2 separate regions of the Sus scrofa genome follow, and region 2 is linked to region 1. Evidence: chromatin contacts called from public HiChIP or PLAC-seq data. All regions are on one chromosome and are shown on one strand. The core of a region is the stretch at or near the end of the contact, and the rest is flanking DNA. Distances in the headings are between cores, read along the strand shown.

Region 1 (6,154 bases), core at 1,031-3,530:
CTCCCATTTTCCTGACTATATTAACTTATTGGATCCTCTTGTACATACCCCATCTCCTGGCACCGCTGCTGCCCCCTCCTTTGCTTGGCTACCCTCTTCATTCTATCCATGCTGACATCGCAGAACCAAGGGGCCCTGCCAGCACCGAGAACACACCTTACCAGGCCGCATCCCTGTGTGGATGCCTTCCTCACCCCCACTCCAACATGAGAGCTGTGGCTGTGCCCCCTTCCCTAACAACACACCTCCTCTACAGTGTACTTAATTTTTTTTTAAATTCATCTTATTGAGGTATAGTTGATTTCCAATGTTAATTTCTGCAGTGATTCATATATGCATGTATATATATATATATAGTCTTTTCATTACAGTCTATTATAAGATATTGAATATAATTTCCTGTGCTATACAGGACCTTGTTTATCCATCTCTACAGTGTACTTTTAAAGGTACACGATCCTGGAGTTCCCGTGGTGGTGTAGTGGAAATAAATCCGACTGGGAATCATGACGTTGCGGGTTCGATCCCTGGCCTCCATCAGTGGGTTAAGGATGTAGCGTTGCCATGAGCTGTGGTGCAGTTCACATAAGCATCTTGCATCTGGTGTTGCCTTGGCTGCTGTGTAGGCTGGCGGCTACAGCTCCAGTTGGACCCCTAGCCTGGGAACCTCCATATGCCACAGCTACGGCCCTAAAAAAAAAAGACACACACAAAAAGATACATGATCCCCTTGCTTGTTAATAAGCCTCTGTGAAGTAGTTAAGGAAGATATTATCCACAATTTTTCTTTGAACAGATGTTCAAGGATTTAATTCAAGAGAAATGGAGTGACTTGCCCAAGGTCACTCAGCTTCCATAATACAGGGTCTGAATGTAAGCCTTTTTTTTCACTCCACCAATCCAGGATGCCTCTAAACATATGCCAAAATCACAGTAACTATTCTCTTTTCACTAGTAGAAGTGTTTCAAACTCATTCATTCTGGGATTAACTCTGATTTCCAGGTTTTTCTTTTCCCAAAACATATGTGACAAGCAATAGAGCGGTAGAGAGAGGACTGGATACAGAATCGAACTTAAAAACTTTAGCTTAAGCTCATATCTGACACTTGAGGCAACTTAATTGCTTTCCTCAATTATAAAAAGATTAGAATAAATCAGTGATTTTCTGCCTGGGGCTGAGTGAGACCTGGAGCTATTGGGATTTTACCATTGATAGAAACGCCTGCGAAATTCAGCTACAAATATCTGATTCCATAATTCTTAACATCCCTTCCAATTTGCGTGGTTATGATTCCAAGGCAATTTTTCTCTATTCGGTATGTGCTAGCTGTTTTTATCCTTATCAATCACATCCTTCATTCAAAAACATTTATTAGTGGCCTATTATGTGCCAAGTACCGTATTATCTGGTTTTCGTGGCAGCCCCTTCCCGAGGCGTCATCACATTTAGAATTTTATCCCAACCTTCCAAACTTGGAACTCAGCGTTCGCGTCTCACGTTATTTATAAACACGCCGAGTTCCTCTCCGGTCCTTTCTCCACCCACTACATTTGAAGCCTGGCCCCTCTCGGCGCACAGACTGAATTAACTGAATTCCTCTTGGGAACAACCTCCTTCACCTACTAGTGGCTCCATCAACACTAATCTCCTGGCTAGTCGGTGGGAAATCGGCTGGGACGTTTTGGAAGTTTGAATGACTCCCCAGCACACTCCTGCCCATCTGCCGGGCATAACCCGCTCTCCGTGGTGTTAACCCTCGACTCGGACCCCGGAGGTCTCGGGGAGGCTGCTAGGTGACTTCGGGAGGTGGCTCCGGCAGCGTTCTCCTTTCCTCGGTTCTGCGGCTCTGAGCATAAACGCAGCGTGCGCCGCTTTCCACTGCGCAGGAACTTCCCCGGCCTCGGCGTTCACTCAGAAACCGAGAAGCCGGCTCTTCGCGCGCTCCCGCAGTTCTCCTCCTGCGGCCGCGCTCCCAGCGCCACAGCGCGTGTCCTCAGGGAGCCTCTGGCTCCCTCCGCCTCCCTCCGCCTCTCTCTCCGCCTCCCCCGCCCCGCGTGCCCTTCAGCCTGTCCCTCCGCCCGGCCGACGCGAGGGGAGCGCGGTGCGCGCGTCGGCGGCAGGAGGACGTGCGCGAGACGCACGGCCCCGCGCGGAGCGCCGGAAGGAGCCGGGCCGGGACCTCGCGCGTCGTGCGCGCGCCGCCGCCCGCCGCTGACCCGCCCCCCTTCGCCGGGCCGCGGCCTCGCGCGCGCGCGCACTGGGGCGCAGCCGCCGCCGCCGCCGCCGCCGCCGCCGCCGCCGGCGCCGCGGCTGCTGCTCCGGCTGCTGCAGGAGGCGGCGCTGGCTGGCGGCTGCGCTCGCTCCAGTCGGCGAGCGGAGCAGCGAGCGAGCGTGTGTGTGTTTTTTAAAGATGGCCGGAGCGGCGGCGGCGGTGGCCGCGGGAGCAGCAGCTGGAGCCGCCGCGGCAGCCGTGTCGGTGGCGGCTCCCGGCCGGGCCTCGGCTCCCCCGCCGCCCCCGCCGGTGTACTGTGTGTGCCGGCAGCCGTACGACGTGAACCGTTTCATGATCGAGTGCGATATCTGCAAGGACTGGTTCCACGGCAGGTAAATAAACCCCCTCTAGCCCCGCCGCCGCTGCCGCCGGCCACCGGCTAACCGCCGCCGTCGCCGCGCCGGCCGCCCGAGCCGCTCTCCGCTCGGCCGCCGCGCCGCGTCGAGCGCTCAGGGGCTCCGGCTCCTAGCCCTCGGCCCGGGCAGCGCGGCGCGCGGGGTCCCGGGCTCGCCGGGCGCCGGGCGGGCTGAGGGGGGCTGGTGGGATCGCCTGGCTGGGCGAAGAGTCGCCACAACAAACGGGAACAAAGGGGGCCGGCCGAGAAGTTGGCAGGGGGAGACCCGGGCGAGGGGACGCGGCCGGGGCAGGCGCCGGCGGAGGCGGCGGGCGGAGCGCCGGCCCGGCCCGCCGCCCCTCGCCGCGCCCGCAGCCCGGCCGCCGCCCCGCCCGGCCGCCCGCCCGCCCGGGACTCCCAGCCCGAAGTCGCCGCCCGGCCGGCCGCCCTCCCCGCCTTCCTTCCGGGCGGCGACCGGCTGGCCCCGGCCCGGGGTCTCCAGAAATTGCCCTCTTTCTGCGGGTCCCGGTCGCGCCCCCTTCCCCTGTCTTTATCAAACTTCCTCGGCCCCCGGGCTCTGGGACGGGGGCGTCGGCAGCGCCCGCCCGGTGGGGTTCCGCGGAGTAAACAGAGCAACAGATGAGGCACTTTCGGGGACTTGAAAGATGCCAGTCGGAAGTTTGGGCCGGGGGTCCCGAGCGGGGCGTCAGGTCGGCTGCGGTCGTGCCAACCACCCGTCACCCCGGCGCAGCCCGTCCCGGCGGGGGTGGAGCGGATGGAGTGGGCAGCGGGGCCCGGAGGCACAGCCTCTCGTCCCCGCCGCCCCCGGGCCGCCCCCGCGCCGCCGCTCAAACTTTACAGAGAGTGAAATTTCCCGTCGCCCGAAGGGCCGGCGACCCCCGGGCAGCCCGGGGCCAGCGCCCGGGGGCCTGGTGCAGGCGAACTTGCGCCGTTCGGTGGGGACTTGGGGTCGGGTGGCGGGGGCGGCGAGCGTCGCCTTGTGCCTCAGCCGCTGCCTGCGTTTGGGTTTGACGTTTGTGAGAGCTCGGGCCGCCTCCGCCGCCGAGCCGCCGACTCGTGTGTTTTGTAATCAAAGTGTGAGGCTAATAAAGGGCGGCGCCACAGCCTCTTGACTCCGGCGTGGGAGGGATTCGCAGGCATTTAAACAAAGAAACTAGTTGAGGTCGGGCTCCCAAAGTCCTTATTTGGGTGTTGTGGCAAAGCCTGCGGTCACCTTTAGGTGAAGCAGGTTTCCCCAGCACCGTTTGGCGGTGTATCTTGGCGAGAGTACGCTCCCGGGTAATAGCAGATATGGTGACTGTGATTGTAGGAAGTGTCCTTTGATTGACAGCAGGACATTTAAATACAGCCTCCGCTCCCCCCCTCCCCAATTTCGCAGAAACACCACACGACCAGGCCAGATGTCTTAGTCTCCCTCTGCTGGCCCTGGGAGAGAAAACCGGTTCAGCACAGCGTTCATGTCAGTGTTCAGTGCTAGATACAGTTAGTTTTGCTGAATTTTCAAGTACAGTTAGTTTTACTAATCAGTTTTCAGGTGGCACAATTCTGACAGCTGCAGAGGGGGAAACACTCAACAGATTGTCACTGCGAAAGAAGGACAGCGTCCTTATTTTGTATATCAGGTAATCTTTTAACAGTCTGGTGGATGCTGGGAATGCTGTTACCACCATGCCACTTGTCATTAAGAATAAATTATCCAAAGTTCTTTTTTTTAATCGCTTCAATAAAACCCGATGTTTTTTTCCCTTATTTTGATTGTATGTGAAACTGATCTATGAAGACACCTAATCTTGCCAATTTTTTTACACCCACTTTCCCCATCATAGGCAACCAGAATAGAGATTATCCGAAAATCTAGGTTACATATAGAATAAAACCCGAATCCCTGGTGATTATGTAAATACTTATTTCTTCAAAGAACCATTTTAGCTGCTTCAGAAATTTGTGCCATGATACAAAGCAGAGATTTGATAGCTTAATAGATTTTAGACTAGAATTTTGTTTATCCTAATTTCGGGAGCACCGTAACCATGAGAACCTGCAGGTAGTTTATGGAGAATTTTGTAATACATTTATGTATAACTTTGTAAATAGGAAAAAGTTAAGGGAAAACAAAGAGGATGTGTGTGAAGGAGGGAGAACAAGGCCAAAACAAGTGTGTTCAGCTTTGTCACATACATTTGTGTGTGTGTGTGTGTTTTTTTTTTTTTTTTTTTTTTTTTTTTTAATGGCAGCATATAGAAGTTCCTCCCAGGCATCAAACCCTGGCGTCCTCAGCAACTTGAGCCACTGCAGTTGGGTTCTTAACTCACTGTGCCACAGCAGGAACTCTTATTTGTGTGAAAGTGACTCTGAAAAATGTTACTTTGAACTTAGGGTTTTTTTTTTTTTTTTTTTTTTATCTTTTTAGATTTGTATCTGCGACACATGGAAGTTCCCAGGCTAGGGGTCGAATTGGAGCTATAGCTGCCCGCCTACACCACAGCCACAGCAACATGGGATCCTTAACCCAATGAGCGAGACCAGGGATCAGCCCCGCATCCTCATGGATAATTGTTGGGTTGGCAACCTACTGAGCCACAATAGGAACTCCAGAACTCAGGGTTTTTTGATTGGCAATCCTTGAGAAGTTAATGTGATTCACATGTCAAAAGTTAGAAATTTGATGATAATGCCCTGCCATGCAAAAGCACTATCTTATTAGCAAGTTTCATTCTTAATGAGGTGTTGGTCATTTGGAGTCTGTATGTTTTTTTTGTTGTTGTTTTTGTAATCAATATTTACTCTGTTTATTGTACCATGAAATGAATGATTGGTTTTTGGAACACAGCAAGATGTTCCTTCTGTATTAATTATTAAACAAATGTCATTTGCTCATGTGAGAATTCCCCCTAATGAGTACTTTAATCCTCATTCTTAGCTTTCTTTTGGTTTCCAGCGATGGCCTGTCTGCAGAAGAGAAAGAAAGGATAGGAAGGTGGATACATAGATTTGTCTTTACTTGAATAACTTCTTGATACCTTTTTTTTTTTTTTTGGTCTTTTTTGGGCCATACCCTCAGCGTATGGAGATTCCCAGGTGAGGGGTCAAATCAAAGTTGTAGCTGCTGGCCTATACCACAGCCAGATCGGAGCGATGTCTGTGACCTACACCAGCTCACAGCAACACCGGATCCCTGACCCACTGAGCAAGGCCAGGGATCGAATCTGCATCCTTATGGATATTAGTCAGATTTGTTTTCATGGAGCCATGACAGGAACTCCCTTCTTTTTCCCTTCTTTTTTTTTTTTGGTCTTTTGTCCTTTTAGGGCCACACCCGAGGCATATGGAGTTTCCCAGGCTAGGGGTTTAATTGGAACTGTTGCCACCGGCCTACGCCACAGCAACACCAGATCCGAGCCACGTCTGTGACCTACACCACAGCTCACAGCAACACCGGATCCTTAACCCACTGAGCAAGGCCAGGGATCAAACCTGCAACCTCATGGTTCCTAGTTGGACTCGTTTCTGCTGCGCCATGACGGG
Region 2 (6,154 bases), core at 2,619-5,118, 92 kb after region 1:
ATGGAGGCTGTTTCTATCTTTATTCTTCCTCAAATGTTGATTGACGATTAGGTCCTGGCTGGGCCCTAGGGAGGTTAAGGGAACAAGACAGGGTGGCAGCTGTCAGCCCCGGTGTTATAGCCAAGGAAACAAGCAGAGTGCCATCATTGTGACAGTCCTGCAGCCCCCGCAGGGGTCACATGCCATCCTGGGCCCGGCGTTTAGCCAGTGCCGACTTCCTCCTCCTCCGTCTCTGCCTGTCAGTGAAGTTCAAGTGGTCCGAAGTGCAGGGCGTGTCCGCTCCACCCAGATGTCATGGCTCCCTGCCCTGTCCGTGTGTCTGTCTGCAAGCTTGGCTCCTGGAGCCTCTTTATCCAGGTACAGAGAGACAGGAGGGCTGGGGGCCCTGCTCCTGCCCTCTGCCTCCCTCCCCTGCAGGCCTTAGCCAGGACTGGATGGGCAGGAGGATGGTAGCCGGGGGCAGGCAAAGTTGGAGGGGTATTTACAGCGGACCCTCGTGAGTCACAGCTTCTGCATGTGCAGATGTGTCTGTGCCGTCACATTTATTTGCAACCTCCAGCCCACGTGTGCGGTGCTTTCCTGGTCACTCGTGGACACACACAGGATGCGGTGATGCTCGCCTCTTGTTGCAACTCTCCTCCTGGAAACAAGCGTCCTTTTCATGGTCTATTTAGTGCCATGCTTTTTGTCCTCGCGCTTTTTGTTGGTGATTGCGCTGTTTAAAATGCCCTGCAAGCCTCGTGCTAAAGGTCTGCCTGGTGTTCCTAAGAGCCCAAAGGCTGTGATGCACCTCACGGAGCAGCTCAGTGTGCGAGAGGGGCTTCGTTCAGGCGTGAGTTGTAGTGCCTTTGGCCGCATTCCGTGGTAGTCAGTCAACAGTAGAGATCAAAATGGGGTATCTTTAAACAGAGACATATAAAGCAAAGTCGTGCGTTGACTGGTTGCTAAAAATGTGACCCGTGGCTCAAAGGAAGCTAACCTTGTATTTTTCCTAGGAGCGGTGATTTGGTATTCACTAATGCACTGTTCCTGGTGAAGTTCTAGAACATGACTACCGTGAATAATAAGAATCCACTGTCCGTTCCAGACTCCCTGTGCGTTCAGGCTGAACCTAGCTTCTGCCTATGGACTCGCCGGCATTTCCCTCGACCCCTGCCGTTTTTTTTTTTACAAATTTCTCCTGAGGGCACAAGGAGTACATTACTTGCACAAGAATCAAGGTCGCAGGGTCTGCGTCTGGGGAAGCCAGCCTGAAATAGAAGGGGCAGTGCAGCACTCTTCTCCCTGCTCCTAGGCAGTTCCTTAGCCCCTGGGAAAGCTGACTGCACCTCCTACCCAAGAGACCAGCTCTGTGCAACGCAAGGTACTGAGAGGGGCATGTGGAAGTTCCCGGTCCAGAGATGGAACCCACGCCACAGCTGCAGCAACTTGGGGTCCTGAACCCGCTATGCCACAAGGGAACTCCTCTGCAATTGTCTTGTGGTCTAATTTGCATGGCACAGAGCTGGTCTCTTCTGGGGGTGGGGGGGGAAGTGTGCGATCAGTTTTCACAGGGTGCAATAACTTTCAGGGGTGGTTCTCCCAAAGCCTGGGTTATTCTGTCGAGAAGAAGAATGCTGGATGGGGCAGGAGGGGCCATGAACGTGAACTCTGGCCAAACCGTGGGTTGGGGAGGGCCTGGACACTCCAAAGACTGGCTGCTGCTAAGCTTTTCCTGCCAGCGAGGTCTGACTCGGATGTCCATCCAATCCCTGACCTTTCGCACTATCGCTCATACTCCCTTCGCCTTTGCTCTTCCAACCCAGAGTGGTTTCCATCATCTATTAAGAAATTTCCTCCTTTGCAAAGGTCCTGCCTCCAATCAAAAGGCAAAAACCCGGAGTTCCCATCGTGGCGTAGTGGTTAACGAATCCGACTAGGAACCATGAGGTTGCAGGTTCGATCCCTGCCCTTGCTCAGTGGGTTAAGGATCCAGCGTTGCCATGAGCTGTGGGGTAGGTTGCAGACGTGGCTCTGGATCCTGCGTTGCGTGGCTCTGGCATAGGCTGGTGGCTACAGCTCCGATTGGACCCCTAGCCTGGGAACCTACATATGCCGCGGGAGCGGCCCAAGAAATGGCCAAAAAAAAAAAAAAAAAAAAAAAAGGCAAAAACCCCAATCCAAGGTGAAGCCAACTTTCTCTGTAACTCAGAAGCAGCTGATCTCTACTGGAAAAAGACAAGCACATAACCAGGTTGACTGGTTCGAGTTAACATCTTATGATCCTCCGACTTACAGGGCCCTTGATGTGGACTGGCCTGCCTGTGTCTCTGCAGTACTATTCGCTATTCCATTCCCCGAAACGAGCCATGATCCCTGGTCCTGTCTTCTCTCTCCCCGGCCCCCACTCTAGCTCCTCTCAGCTGATAACCCTTCCCCACATCTCACTGGGAAAGCAGGCCGAATGAGTTTCCTGGGCTGCAAGAACATATCACCGCAAACTGGGCTTAACAACAAAAATCTATCCTCTCTCAGTTCTGGAGGCCAGAGATCCGAACTCAAGATGAGGGCAGGGCTGTGCTTTCGCCGGAGGCTCCGAAGAATCCTTCTTTGCCTCTTCCGAGCTTCTGGTGACTGATGGCACTCCGTGGCATTCCCAGATTATGTGCACATCATTGCAATCTCTGCCTTCTCTGCCTCCATTGTCACATTGTAAGCCGCTAAGATAGGGAGTCCCCAGAAAAAGAAAACCAGGCCTGGCTTTCTTGACATAAGAGAAGCCATTTTAGGCCTACGCCATGTTGTGATCCAGGCCTGGCCACAATGCGTGACTCTGAACAGGTCTCAGAAATAATGATCTCCAGGGAACAGGAGAACAAACTGTCATTATGCAAGACAAATAACAACAGCAAAGATAGCAACTTAGTTGTAGAGATGCCTAGTTCTGTTTCAATGGTAAAGACTAGTCTGAAGAACACTCTTCAGCTGTTTCACAGAATTTAACCCCCCCTCAGGTGCTCAACTACCAGATAACTGGAACCAAAGGGATGATGCTATTGACTTGCTGGGCTTGAAGACCCTCATGACTTGAATCAACGAAAGCTTGGACTCTGTCACCCTTTGCCCCAGTTCTTTGCTGACTTCTGCTCAAGTCCCTTGATGACTATGCATGTACCCTTAGCTTAAAACGTCACCCATTTTGCTGGTGAGACACTGTTTTGGAAAAGATCCCTGGTGTTCTCCTTACTTGCTGTCGGTAATAAATCTTTCCTTCTCTCTATTGATCTTTGGCTTGGTTGTGTCTTGTGACTCCATTGTACGTGGTAAGAGAGAAACCCAGGTTTTTGATAAAAACAACACCCTTTTTTTCTTTATGCAGAATGTCCTATTATTTCAAAACCATATTAAGACCACCATTAAAATGAAAAATTGAGTTCTTCTGTGGCTCAGTGGGTTAAGGACCCAGCGGGGTCACTGCTGTGAGAAAGAATTAAAAATTTAAGTGAAAAACTTTATTAAATTAAATTAATGTTATTAAAGATTATTTTTTACACATGACAAAAATTTTAAAACAATAAAATCCAAGAGAAAAAATTGTCCCTCATCCCATGCCCTAATTTACGTTTATTTGTTCTCATTATGATCTACTCTTCTCACATACACTTAATAGATTTTTGCATATTCGTAATATTACAAATAGAATTTTTTTTTTTTTTTTTTTTTTTTTTTTTGCCTTTTTTAGGGCCGCACAGGCATCATGAGGAGGTTCCCAGGCTAGGGGCCTAATTGGCGCTACAGCCGCCGACCTACACCAGACCCACAGCAACTGCCACATCGGAGCCGCGTCTGTGACCTACGCCGCAGCTCACGGCAACGCCGGACCTTCAACCCGCTGAGCGAGGCCAGGGACCGGACCTTGGGCCTTGTGGGTACTAGTCGGATTCAGTCCCACACAACTGGGACTCGCCCCTTCCTATCAATTCAGACATTTTTATACAGCGTTCTTTTTCCTCTTCACAACATGGAGGTCCTTCCAGGTCCGAAGACGGGTTCAACGCATGCTCCTTAGACCTGAGTAATAGCCCGGAAACCCACCCACCGCGTTGCTCCCACTACCCTACCTCCTCCATACAGACGCTTCTGCACCTAACTTATTTACTGTTCCTCTGACTTCTAGAAGCTTCTCAGAAGAAAGGCTGCTGGGCCAAAGGTCACGCACGCTCAATATTTTAATAACTATTCCCGGATAACGTTCCCAGGGGGCTCTCAACACTTCACAGTTCCACCTGCGACCCCCCGTGAGCGTCGCCAGGCCCCCGAAGGCCTTTAAGAGTCCATCTTTATTCAGCGGGGGTGGGGAGAAAGGGACTTCTTTTTCAAGGGGATTCGCTGCCGGCGCTGAAGTGAAGGAAGGAGCCCTGCAGCCCGTCTCGCAGCTCCGAGTGACTGCCTTCCCCTGGCGCGGGGCGGGGGGCGGGGAGGGGGGACGGACCCCTGCTCGTCGCCCCCATTTCCGCGAGTGACCAGGAAGCCGGATTTGGCTTCTGCGACGTTGCGGGCCGTCCGCAGGCGGGCGTCCCGGCCGCTCCGCCCCAGCGCCGGGCGCGGAGGTGCGAGATCCGCCGGCCGCCTTATTTCCCGACGCCCGGGGCGGCCCCACACCCCTCGGCCCGGCGAAGGCGCCTCGAGCAGCGCGAAGCGCGGCCGCGAGGCAGCGGGGCCTCGTTCCTTCGCCGCTCGGAGGGACCCCCTCGAGCACTCCTCGGACGCCGAGCAGCTGCCACGGGCTTCCGACGGGGCGGGAGGCCTAGCGCGCAGCCGGGCGACCCGCGGCTGGAAGGCGCCGAGCCCGGCTCAGCTGCGGACCGGGGGCGTGGCGAGGCGGCCGGGTTCTGTTTTCCCCGGAGCCGCCGGAGCTTTCGGTTTGCTTTCCAGCCGGAGGTTTCGGTTTCGTTTCCAGCCGGTGTGTCCACGAGAGCCGCCCGCGGCCCTGCAGTCCCCGGCCCGACGGCCATGGCGCCCGCCGCCCTCCTCCGCGAGGTGACCCAGACGCTGTGCGCGGCCGGGGGCTCCTTGGGGCTGGAAGAGCTGCGGCGCCGCTTGCGGCCGGGCGTCGGCGGGGATGCCCTGGACCGGCTGCTGCGGGAGTGCGGGCACTGCGTGGTGGTGCGGCGGGCGGCCGGGGCGGGCGCGGCGGCCGTCGAGCCCTCGGTCTTGGCCGCGTCGCCGCTGCGCCTGTGCACCGCCCACCTGGGCCCGAAGCCGAGCTGCCACGGGCTGTGTGCGCAGCTGCACCTCTGCAAGTTCGTGTTGTACGGCCAGTGCAAGTTCCTGAGGGACGGGTAAGGCGCCGCGCCGGAGCCGGAGGGCCGGGACCCGCCGCCTCCGCCCCCAGCTGGGTCTCGGCCTTTCTTAAATTCGGGGACACCGGGAGGTGGGGAGGTGGCTGTTCCCTGGCCTCCCCTCCTCCTTAATTCCCTTCAGCGAACGTTTATTGAGCAGCTACTCGACCCCTGGCCCCGTGCGTGGGACTCGCGTCGAACGGTGTCCTCTAGGCTCCTTCGGTCTCAGAGCCTTAGAACCCAGTGCGTGGCGGGACACCCCGGGGTGACAGTACCAGGGTGGGGGTGGGGGCGGGGGAGCGCCGGCTAAGGGAGCGGGGAGGGTTCTCCAGAAGAAGAGGGGCTGTGGCTGGCTCCTGCTCAGAGCTCCAGGGCTGCTGGAGGAGCTTTCTCCACCCCACAGCCGAAGGAATCTTTCGAAACTTCTCTCACCTGCTTACACGCCGCCATGGCTGCTTTGCCGTTGGCGTAAATTGCAAGCTCCTTACCATCGCCCACAATGTCCCTGGGGAACGGTCCCAGGGGACCGTCTTTCCTGCTCGGCCCAGGGAATCTTTTAGGCTTCGACTCGAGTATCTTTGCTTTTTGAGCTGTTCTCTGCCTCTCCCTCTCCATCACACTGTTGTGTTGGCTTTTCCCAGAGCGTTCATCATGGTCCCCCACTCCTGCCATAGAATGTCAACTCCAAGGGCGGAGTTGACCGCTGTCTTGACCTGGCTGGCCTCTCCGGGCCCTCAGCTGTGTGCTCTGTACCTAACAGGTGTTCACTGAGATTTGTGGAGTAAATTAATGAGATCTCCCGGGAAGGTGGTGTGGGCCCTTCCGATGGCGGG

The links. HiChIP or PLAC-seq counts read pairs in DNA pulled down with a chosen protein or histone mark.
Region 2: a contact with region 1 is called in an H3K27ac HiChIP or PLAC-seq map of skeletal muscle. The contact joins the promoter of PARP12 here to the promoter of KDM7A in region 1. A contact is called at or near these places in 1 of 5 promoter capture datasets (liver), 3 of 47 Hi-C or Micro-C datasets (blood, liver and retroperitoneal adipose tissue) and 2 of 2 datasets of contacts at active chromatin or transcription factors (alveolar macrophages and skeletal muscle).

Annotation. Positions count from the first base shown.
Region 1 is chr18:9,579,188-9,585,341 of Sscrofa11.1, forward strand. It overlaps KDM7A (lysine-specific demethylase 7A), which reads left to right and starts at 2,281. Exons shown (of 20, transcript XM_003134614.4): 1 at 2,281-2,606. The coding sequence starts at 2,413.
Region 2 is chr18:9,669,973-9,676,126 of Sscrofa11.1, forward strand. PARP12 (poly [ADP-ribose] polymerase 12) reads left to right here and starts at 3,869. Exons shown (of 12, transcript XM_003134615.4): 1 at 3,869-5,321. The coding sequence starts at 4,993.